2 separate regions of the Ovis aries genome follow, and region 2 is linked to region 1. Evidence: chromatin contacts called from public Hi-C data. All regions are on one chromosome and are shown on one strand. Each heading gives the region's core, a stretch centred on a gene start, on an enhancer-like site or on the middle of the called end of the contact. The rest is flanking DNA. Distances are from core to core; before and after follow the strand shown.

Region 1 (4,399 bases), core at 552-3,051:
CATGACTCAAAGCATGATTTTCCGAGGATGGCATTTTAGAACATGGCACTTGGATAGGGGAAATGTTTTGGAGCAATATAATGGTTAGTTTTATTGGTCAACTTTGCTAGTCTATTCTAACCAGTTACTTAATTAAACTCAAAACTAAGTGTTGTTGTGAAGGCATTTTGTAGATGTGGTGAATAGCTTCTTTTATGTAAAAGACATTAGGTCTGATAATATAGGTGGGCCTCACCCAGTCAGTTGAAGGGCTTAAGAGCAAAACCTGAGGTTTCCTAGAGTAGAAATTCTGCCTGGAGACTGCAGCATCAACTCCTGCCTGAATTGCCAGCCTGCCCTACAGGTTTCAGACTTCCAGCCTCCATAATTGCATGAGCCAGTTCATTTTAAAAAATCTCTTTACACACATATGTGACTTCTGTTGTTTCTGTTTCTTTGGAGAGCTCTGACTAATACAGACTGGCAATCATTTTTGTATTCCTCAAGTTAAGGCTATGGTTTTTCCAGTGGTCATGTATGGATGTGAGAGTTGGACTATAAAGAAAGCTGAGTGCCAAAGAATTGATGCTTTTGAGCTGTGGTGTTGGAGAAGACTCTTGAGAGTCCCTTGGACTGCAAGGAGAGTCCATCCTAAAGGAGAACAGTCCTTGGTGTTCATTGGAAGGACTGATGTTGAAGCTGAAACTCCAATACTTTGGCCACTTGATACAAAGAGCTGACTCATTGGAAAAGACCCTGATGCTGGGAAAAATTGAGAGCAGGAGGAGAAGGGGACAACAGAGGATGAGATGGTTGGATGGCATCACCGACTCAATGGACATGAGTTTGGGTGAACTCCGGGAGTTGGTGATGGACAGGGAGGCCTGGGGTGCTGCAGTTCATGGGGTTGCAAAGAGTCGGACATGACTGAGCGACTGAACTGAACTGGTGCCTCAGAAGTGGTGATTGCTAACAGTGTTTTCAATGTGAGAAGTGTGCAAAAAACGAAATGTTGAATGGATCCGTGAGTAACCAGCTTGAGAGTTGACTACTAAGAAAGTTAATACTGTAGTCCCACCTTATCCATGGGATATCCAAGAGCTTCAGTGGATGCCTGAAACTGTTTTTTCCTCTTCTAACAGGCCGGTAGGGCTTCTCCATGGCTCAGTGGTAAAGAATCTGCCTGCCATTGCAGGAGACACAGAAATGCAGGTTCACTCCCTGCGTTGGGAAGATCTCCTGGAGGACGAAATGACAACCTGCTCCACTATTCTTGCCTGGAGAATTCCACAGCCTGGTGGGCTATAGTCCATGGGACTGCAGAAGAGTTGGACACGAGGGAGTGACTAAACAACAAACAGCAATGGTCAGGTAGTATATACAGTGTGGATACCTGGACAAAGCGATGACTCACATCCTGTGTGGGATGGTGAGAGATTTCATTGTGCTGCTCAGAATGACTGCCATTTAATACTTTTTTTTTTTTCTGTAAATTTTCCATTTAATATTTTCAGACTGCAGTTGACTGAAGGTAACTGATATCATGGAGAGCAAAAATGTGAGAATAAAGTGGACTACTGGTTTAAGGCTTTGGAGTAAAAAATAAAATTTGAGCCTTAACATATCTCTTCATAATGTTGAAATTCTCAAAACTAACTAGGAATATTTATGCATTCGTAATTTTTTTGTCTTAAGAAATAAAGTCTCCTACTTATTTATTGCCACATTAAATGATCTAGGACCTAATGGTTTTCTATTTAGCAAGGAATAATACACGTTTGCTTTCAATTTCTGCATTGAGTAAAGGTTATTCACATACAAAAATTTTTGCTGCCCTCTGGTGGATGTAGTTCTATAAATCAAAAGTATATAAATATGTGTCAGTTCAGTTCAGTTCAGTCACTCCGTCGTGTCCGACTTTTTGTGACCCCATGAATCGCAGCACGCCACGCCTCCCTGTCCATCACCAACTCCCAGAGTTTACTCAGACTCACGTCCATCGAGTCAGTGATGCCATCCAGCCATCTCATCCTCTGTCGTCCCCTTCTCCTCCTGCCCCCAATCCCTCCCAGCATCAGAGTCTTTTCCAATGAGTCAACTCTTCCCATGAGGTGGCCAGAGTACTGGAGTTTCAGCTTTAGCATCATTCCTTCCAAAGAAATCCTGGGGCTAATCTCCTTCAGAATGGATTAGTCTTCTATTTGAATATGTTTCCAAAGTTCCTTTCTAAGTTTAGAAGTCTAAATGCATCTTTCTTGTAAGGAGATCAACACCTCTGATTTGCTTATAAATCCCTGTTAGAATACACGAGGTACTTAAAATATAACACCAAAAGAGCCTAACAAAATATTGTGACAATGATTCCATGAGACAATGCCTTGGAAATTATGACTTGGGAGTTCAGGACTGACCTCCTCAGCTGTGGTCTTGATTGCTGAGGGAAGCTGTGTGGAATCTCTGGACCCCTCCCCAGAGGCAGTGGGGGAGGCTTCCATGGGTTGGCATGGTGTGTGTTGGTGGGAGAGGGGCTGGGCATGGTGAGGTACAGACATGAAAGTTTTTGGTGATGGGGCCAGGTGGGGGTGGTGCAGGAAGTGAGGCTGAGCTCAGTCTTGAGCAGGGGGAGGAGCCCAGATTGAGAGAAACAGAAGATCTGGAAATAAGGTCCATAAAAGGCTGGAGGAGCCAGGGTGACAACATCAAAGACACGGACAGATAGGAGAGAACAATGGTATGGACTGTGGTATACTGGAGCTCAATCATGACCATTCACAGGAGCCAAGTGTTACATTTTCAAGAATTTGACTGCAGCCATGAAATTAAAAGACACTTGCTCCTTGGAAGGAAAGCTATGACAAACTTAGCATACTGAAAACCAGAGATATCACTTTGCCAACAAAGTTCTGTATAGTCAAAGCTACGGTTTTTCAGTAGTCATGTATGGATGTGAGAGTTGGACCATAAAGAAGGCTGAGCACTCAAGAACTGATGCTTTTGAATTGTAGTGCTGGAGAAGACTCTTGAGGGTCCCTTGAACAGCAAGAGACCAAACCAGTCAATCCTAAAGGATATCTACCCTGAATATTCATTGGAAGGACTGATGTTGAAACTGAAGCTCCAATACTTTGGCCACCTGATGTGAAGAGCCAGTTCATTGGAAAGACCCTGATGCTGGGAACGATTGAAGGCAAAATGAGAAGTGGGTGGCAGAGGATGAGATGGTTGGATATTATACTGACTCAATGGCTATGAATTTGAGTAAACTCTGGGAGATAGTGAAGGACAGGGAAGCCTGGTGTGTTGCAATCCACGGGGTCACAAGGAGTCGGACGCAGCTTAGCAGCTGAACAACAAAAGTAATATGCTCAAAACTCATCACTCCATAATTATTTTATTACAGTTTTACTGCATTACTGATAATAGTAAAATTGCCTGTTGAAGTGTTTATGTGTTCTGTATTTATATGGTGGAAATACCAGATAATGGTGTGTTGCTAGGTATCTCTAACAGCTCTGCATTCAGTGACATCAGTAACTTGTAGTTGGTCATGGTGGGAATGTGTTTTCCAATAAAATTGAGAAATGCTAGAAAACCAAGGGTTGGTTGTTAATCTTTATCAACCATTGGGTAACAAAGGGGCTTTGGAAATGAAAAAAAGAGACTTCTTATTTTATTTTTAAAATATTTATTTTACTTATTTTTTATTTTACATTTCTAATTCCACCATGAATGCTCAATTGATGTTCTAGTTTATTTATTCATTCAGTCAACAAATTTTTCTGATCCTCTACTTGCTGGCAGTCAATTTTTTATGGGTCTCTTGTGTTCCTGCATGTCTTACAAGAGAGGGACTGACTGCCCTTTGTTCCAGAATATCCTTCCATGGATATTCATATAGGGAATGGCCTTGGAAAGTAGATATTGTGTCTCCCTTGGCGTGAAGGACAGACATTCTTACTGTCATTGTACCACTTTTTGGATTCTCTACAGTCAGGGTTTATGTCTTGTCCCTTAACCCAGCTGTGTGTGCAGCTATCATCTGACCCTTTTGCTGTCACCCTATAGGACTTGGGTTGGCTCAGGAACTGGGCCAAAAGCGCCAGTGTTCTGGCTACTGCTATTGTTATGATTAGTAAACTGTCCATTTCTGACCCAGAGTCTCATGTCTTCTATCAGCATCAATGAAATTGTGCTGAACAACTTAGTGGCTTTCAAGTAGGATAACATTTTAGATGCTTCCCTGTTGTTGACACACTGTGTCAGGCGCTGGGCTAGGTGCTGGTACAAAGCAGTGGACTAGGCAGACAAGATCCTGCCCCGTGGGCCTCAAAATATCTTATGGAATTATTAACCAAAAAAAAGCATTAACACTAAATAAGAAACATTAAACAGATGTATTGGGATAAGGATAAAGAAACAA
Region 2 (4,342 bases), core at 1,627-4,126, 180 kb before region 1:
AAATTAGCTCCTGCCGGAGTAGGATTGATAATGTGACGAATACTCACTTTGATCTAAATTTAACATCTTCCCACATTTTCAACATTTCGGTGACTTCCAGTTACTATAGTGATGATACCTTGCAACTCAACATTTAATTCCTAGGTAACAGGCAACAGTCATGGATACCAACATGGGTATAGTTAAAAACTTATTTATTAAATATTATCTGGAGTAGTCTGTTTGGAATCATCTCGCTCTTTCTAGCATGTTTTACTCTTACTACACCTAATAAAGACATTGAAACATCTGCAAATATAAACCATGCAAAAAGAATCAAGACTCCTTCTTAGGCCCTATTTTTGAGTGTAAGAACCTTGATGTGATGTCAAAGCATTGCTAAGGAAACAAAAAATTGGGTTCTAAAATAAGTACTTTTCAGCTGGAGTTGACCTAGAAATTCACTTTTAATGTTTGATGAAGCTGTGGACAAAAAAAAAATACCTTCAGTAGTTGGAGCATCTGTTCTATCCAGTGATGCTGTACCTCAATCATTGTTCACTTTTCTTCTAAGATGGACAGATCCGTGATGTGGGAATTGTCTGACCTGCGTCAGAAACTTCCAGATCAATGTCTAAGAATCATCTGACCACTGAAAAAACAAACAGTAAGTACTTCCTCGGGCTTCTCAGGTGGTGTTAGTGGTAAAGAAACCACCTGCCAAGCAGGAGACGCAGGAGAGGTGGGTTTGATCCCTGGGTTGGGAAGATCCCCTGGAGGAGGAAATGGCAACCCACTCCAGTATTCTTGCCTAGGAAATCCAATGGACAGAGGAGCCTGGCAGGCTATGCCGTCGCAGAGTCAGACCTGACTGAGCGGGCACGCGCGCGCGCGCACACACACACACACACACACACACACACACAAGTACTTCCTCGTATTGCTCTTCAAACTTTTTAATCATCATCAGGTCTCTCTCAGCTCTTCAATAAAAAGGGTGTCCAGGGATTCATAGCCATGTAACACATAAATATTCCACTATTTACATTTCTAGGTACTGGCCCTAAAAGGCAGTCTTCTTGTGTTAGAGCAGTAAGAAGTTAGTTGAAATCCAGGCTTCAGAAACAAGAGCCCAACACTTTTAAGGCTAGCTTTTCCATTGCCACACAGAAAGCAAAAGCAAATATGAACAAACAAATAATTTAAGAAAACAGATTAAGAACACACTTGAAAAGTGGGAGTGGCAAAAGGGGAGGGGGGAATATTAAGAAATCACAGTGTTAGGGTATGTTTGGAAACCTCATAGCAGTGCTGGCTGTAACACATGTTAGCCTCTTCTGCCGCCAGCCTGAGCTAGGCGCCTTAGCGTTCCTTCTTGTATTCAGTCCTCATGACAGCTATATGAAAGTGCCATTATTAGTCTCTCCATTTTACAGGTAAGAAATTAAGGCTGAGAATATTACAGGAGTTTGCTCAAGGGATCCCAGTTAAACTAGTAAGTGATGAGCTTGTATATTAAAAACCAAAAGAATCCCAAGCAGTCCAGGGGAGACATACGGGGAGCTGGTCCCACCAGTACTTCCCCGGTAGCTCAGCTGGTAAAGAATCCGCCTGCAGTGCAGGAGACTACGGTTCAGTTCCTAGATCGGGAAGATCCCCTGGAGAAGGGAATGGTTACCCACTCCACTATTCTTGTCTGGAGAATTCCATGGACAGAGGAGCTTTGTGGACTGCAGTCCATTGGGTCGCAAAGAATCAGACAGGACTGAATGACTAACAAACCCACACAACAAACTGCTTGCTAAGTTAGTAGTAGAAAAGAACAGTAACTGCAATGTGCCACAAGAGGGCGTACTGGTACTTTCAAATGTCAATAACTTGGCAGGCAAAGTGAGCGTAATTAAAGACAAGGTGCAGATTTCAGGTACAAGTCAGTTGCATGTTGACAATCATTAAATATCAAATCTGGAAGATTTTCTTTAGTGACTTTTGTGATATTTGAAAAAAGTAATGAGATTTTTAAAGGCCTGTTGTTATTTTCATAGAAAGCAATGAGACTTTTTTCCTAAGATTTACTTTCCTGGCTTGATATTTTATTAGATATATACTTCATACCATCACCAATTATCAAGATGGCTTAGGGAAAATTAAAAGAAAATATTGATTCCTTTTGTTATCAGCAATACACATTACAAATTGGTGAAACTGGGGTTCATTTTAGCAGATGGGGGAAAGTTTAAGAGGAGAGAATTATGACAAGTGAACAGAGATTCAAATAATCTTCTCCACAGTACTTCCCTTTACATATATAAATAGGTGACTCATCATATATTAAAAAATGGCTTTTATTGAAGAGACTATCAATCATTTTTACACCCTAATGTTGCCTCATGAATAATCTGAAAATGTGATTAAAAAAAAAAAAAGAATACATATATTATTGAAGGCAGGAGGAGAAGAGGGTGGCAGAGGATGAGGTGGTTGGGTGGCATCACTGACTCAATGAACATGAGTTTGAGCAAGCTCCAGGAGATAGTGAAGGACAGGGAAGCCTGGTGTGCGGTAGTCCATGGGGTTGCAAAGAGTCAGACATGACTGAGCAACTGAACAACAAATATTATGCTGTAAAAAAAGGATTAAAAATAAGGAAAAATAGGCAAAGGACAAAATCCTCACATCATATGTGTTTTTGAGTGATCCCAGAAGTATATGTGGTATTTCTCTGATGCAGGAAAATTTACAGTGTTTTCACTGAAAACAAGAAACGTCCCTCTTGTCCATGGATCAGCAAACTTTTTCTGTAGAGGGCCAGAAACTAAATGCTCCTGGCTGTGCAGGGCATGTGGTCTCTGCTACCCAGTTTTGCCACTGTAGCATGAAAGCAGCCACACACAAGCAGATGAATGGGCCTGGTTGTGTTCCAGTGATATGCTGTTTACAAAAACAAGTGCCAGGCTAGAGTTGGCCCCTAGATCACAGTTTTCTAAATCCTCCTTCAGTCTAGCTGTGGACTCTTTCACAGAAAAGGGTGAATAAGAAGAGAAATAAGCTTTGGAGACCTGGACCTAGGGGCACAAAGAACCTCAGCTGGAAGGCATAAGGATATAAAAAGCCTCTCCTCGAGTCTCAAGAGGGGCTCATCAGGGTCTTTAGCAGGAATTTGAAATTAAAATGGTCTTAGGAAAAAGTGCACTGTAGAAAATTGTCTAAACAGATGCATAGCTCGTGTCTGACACAAAGGAAGCCCTGAAGGTACAGTAAATCAGAAGTGTCTTGAGAGGTGGGGAGCTGGTCCTGAGCACCGGTAGCCCTGCATTCTGAGCCACTCAGAGGTAAGGAAAATCTTGAACCCTGCAGGAAACGACTGAGTGTTGCAGCAGGCCAATTGTAGGTTATACATTCGTCCCAAGGATGCACCCTCATTCTTTGAATATAAGGAAGCATGTAATAGAGCTCAAGGACATCTTCCAATGGAGCACTAGAATTATAAATACTTTGAAAATATATTTCACAGTTCAAAGAAACATCAGATACATTCCCTATGAGTGATGGATGTATTAGTCTTTGATTTGGGAGATGAGTTAAGATTTGCACAAAAGCAATTAACTGCTGGAAAAAAAGTCTTAGAAAAATATATACTGCGCTGGTTCCCAAGTCTGGCTGCAAAAGAATGTCAAGGTAAAACTTTAAGAGCACAGTTTCCCAGGTCTCATTCCAGATCTATTGAATTAGAGCCTGTTTATGGTCTAGGCATTTTGACAATGCTGCCCAGGTGGGTCTTCTGAATGGTTGGGCTAGCATCACTCCAGGGACCGGCATTTGGGAATCACAGGGACAAAGGACAAACCCTGGGTAGTAAGTTTGGCCATGCTGGGTTCAAATTCAGGCTCTGGGGACTTCCCTGGTGGTAAAGAATCCACACTGCCAATGCAGGAGACATCAGTTTGATTCCTGATCCGGGAAGATCTCACGTGCCATGGAGCAGCTAAGCGCGTGTGCCACAGCTATTGAGCCTGTGGTCTTGAGCCTGGGAACCACAACTACTGAAGCTCACATGCCTGCAACAAGAGAAGCGATTGCAATGAGAGGCCTGTGCACTGCAACGAAGAGCAGCTGCTGCTTGCCACAACTAGAGAAAGTCCGCGCACAGCAGTGAGGACCCAGCACAGTCAAAAACTAAACTAAGTATATAAATAAGTAAACCTTTAAAAAAAATAAAGAATTCACCTTCCAATGCATGGTTGATGCCTGCTCGGGGAACTAAGATTCCCATGTGCTGTCCTGGGGCAACTAAGCCCATGCCACAAGCAGAGGAGCCTGGGCGCCACAACAAAGACCCAGCACAGCCAAAAACAACAACAAC

The links. Hi-C and Micro-C count contacts between places; a contact is called where the count stands out from the background.
Region 2: a Hi-C map of hypothalamus shows a contact between it and region 1, with 6 times the contacts expected there. The contact joins two enhancer-like sites. A contact is called at or near these places in 15 of 16 Hi-C or Micro-C datasets (blood, hypothalamus, liver and 7 more).

The regions. Positions count from the first base shown.
Region 1 is chr1:139,979,058-139,983,456 of ARS-UI_Ramb_v3.0, reverse strand. No RefSeq gene overlaps it. Among named protein-coding and RNA genes, the nearest start is that of C1H21orf91, 69 kb to the left of the region's middle. Within about 2 kb of position 1,801, at least 3 of the 54 cell types and tissues checked have an H3K27ac peak or open chromatin away from gene starts, as enhancers often do. A contact at or near this core is called in hypothalamus, where this site is marked.
Region 2 is chr1:140,161,740-140,166,081 of ARS-UI_Ramb_v3.0, reverse strand. No RefSeq gene overlaps it. Among named protein-coding and RNA genes, the nearest start is that of BTG3, 74 kb to the left of the region's middle. Within about 2 kb of position 2,876, at least 10 of the 54 cell types and tissues checked have an H3K27ac peak or open chromatin away from gene starts, as enhancers often do. A contact at or near this core is called in hypothalamus, where this site is marked.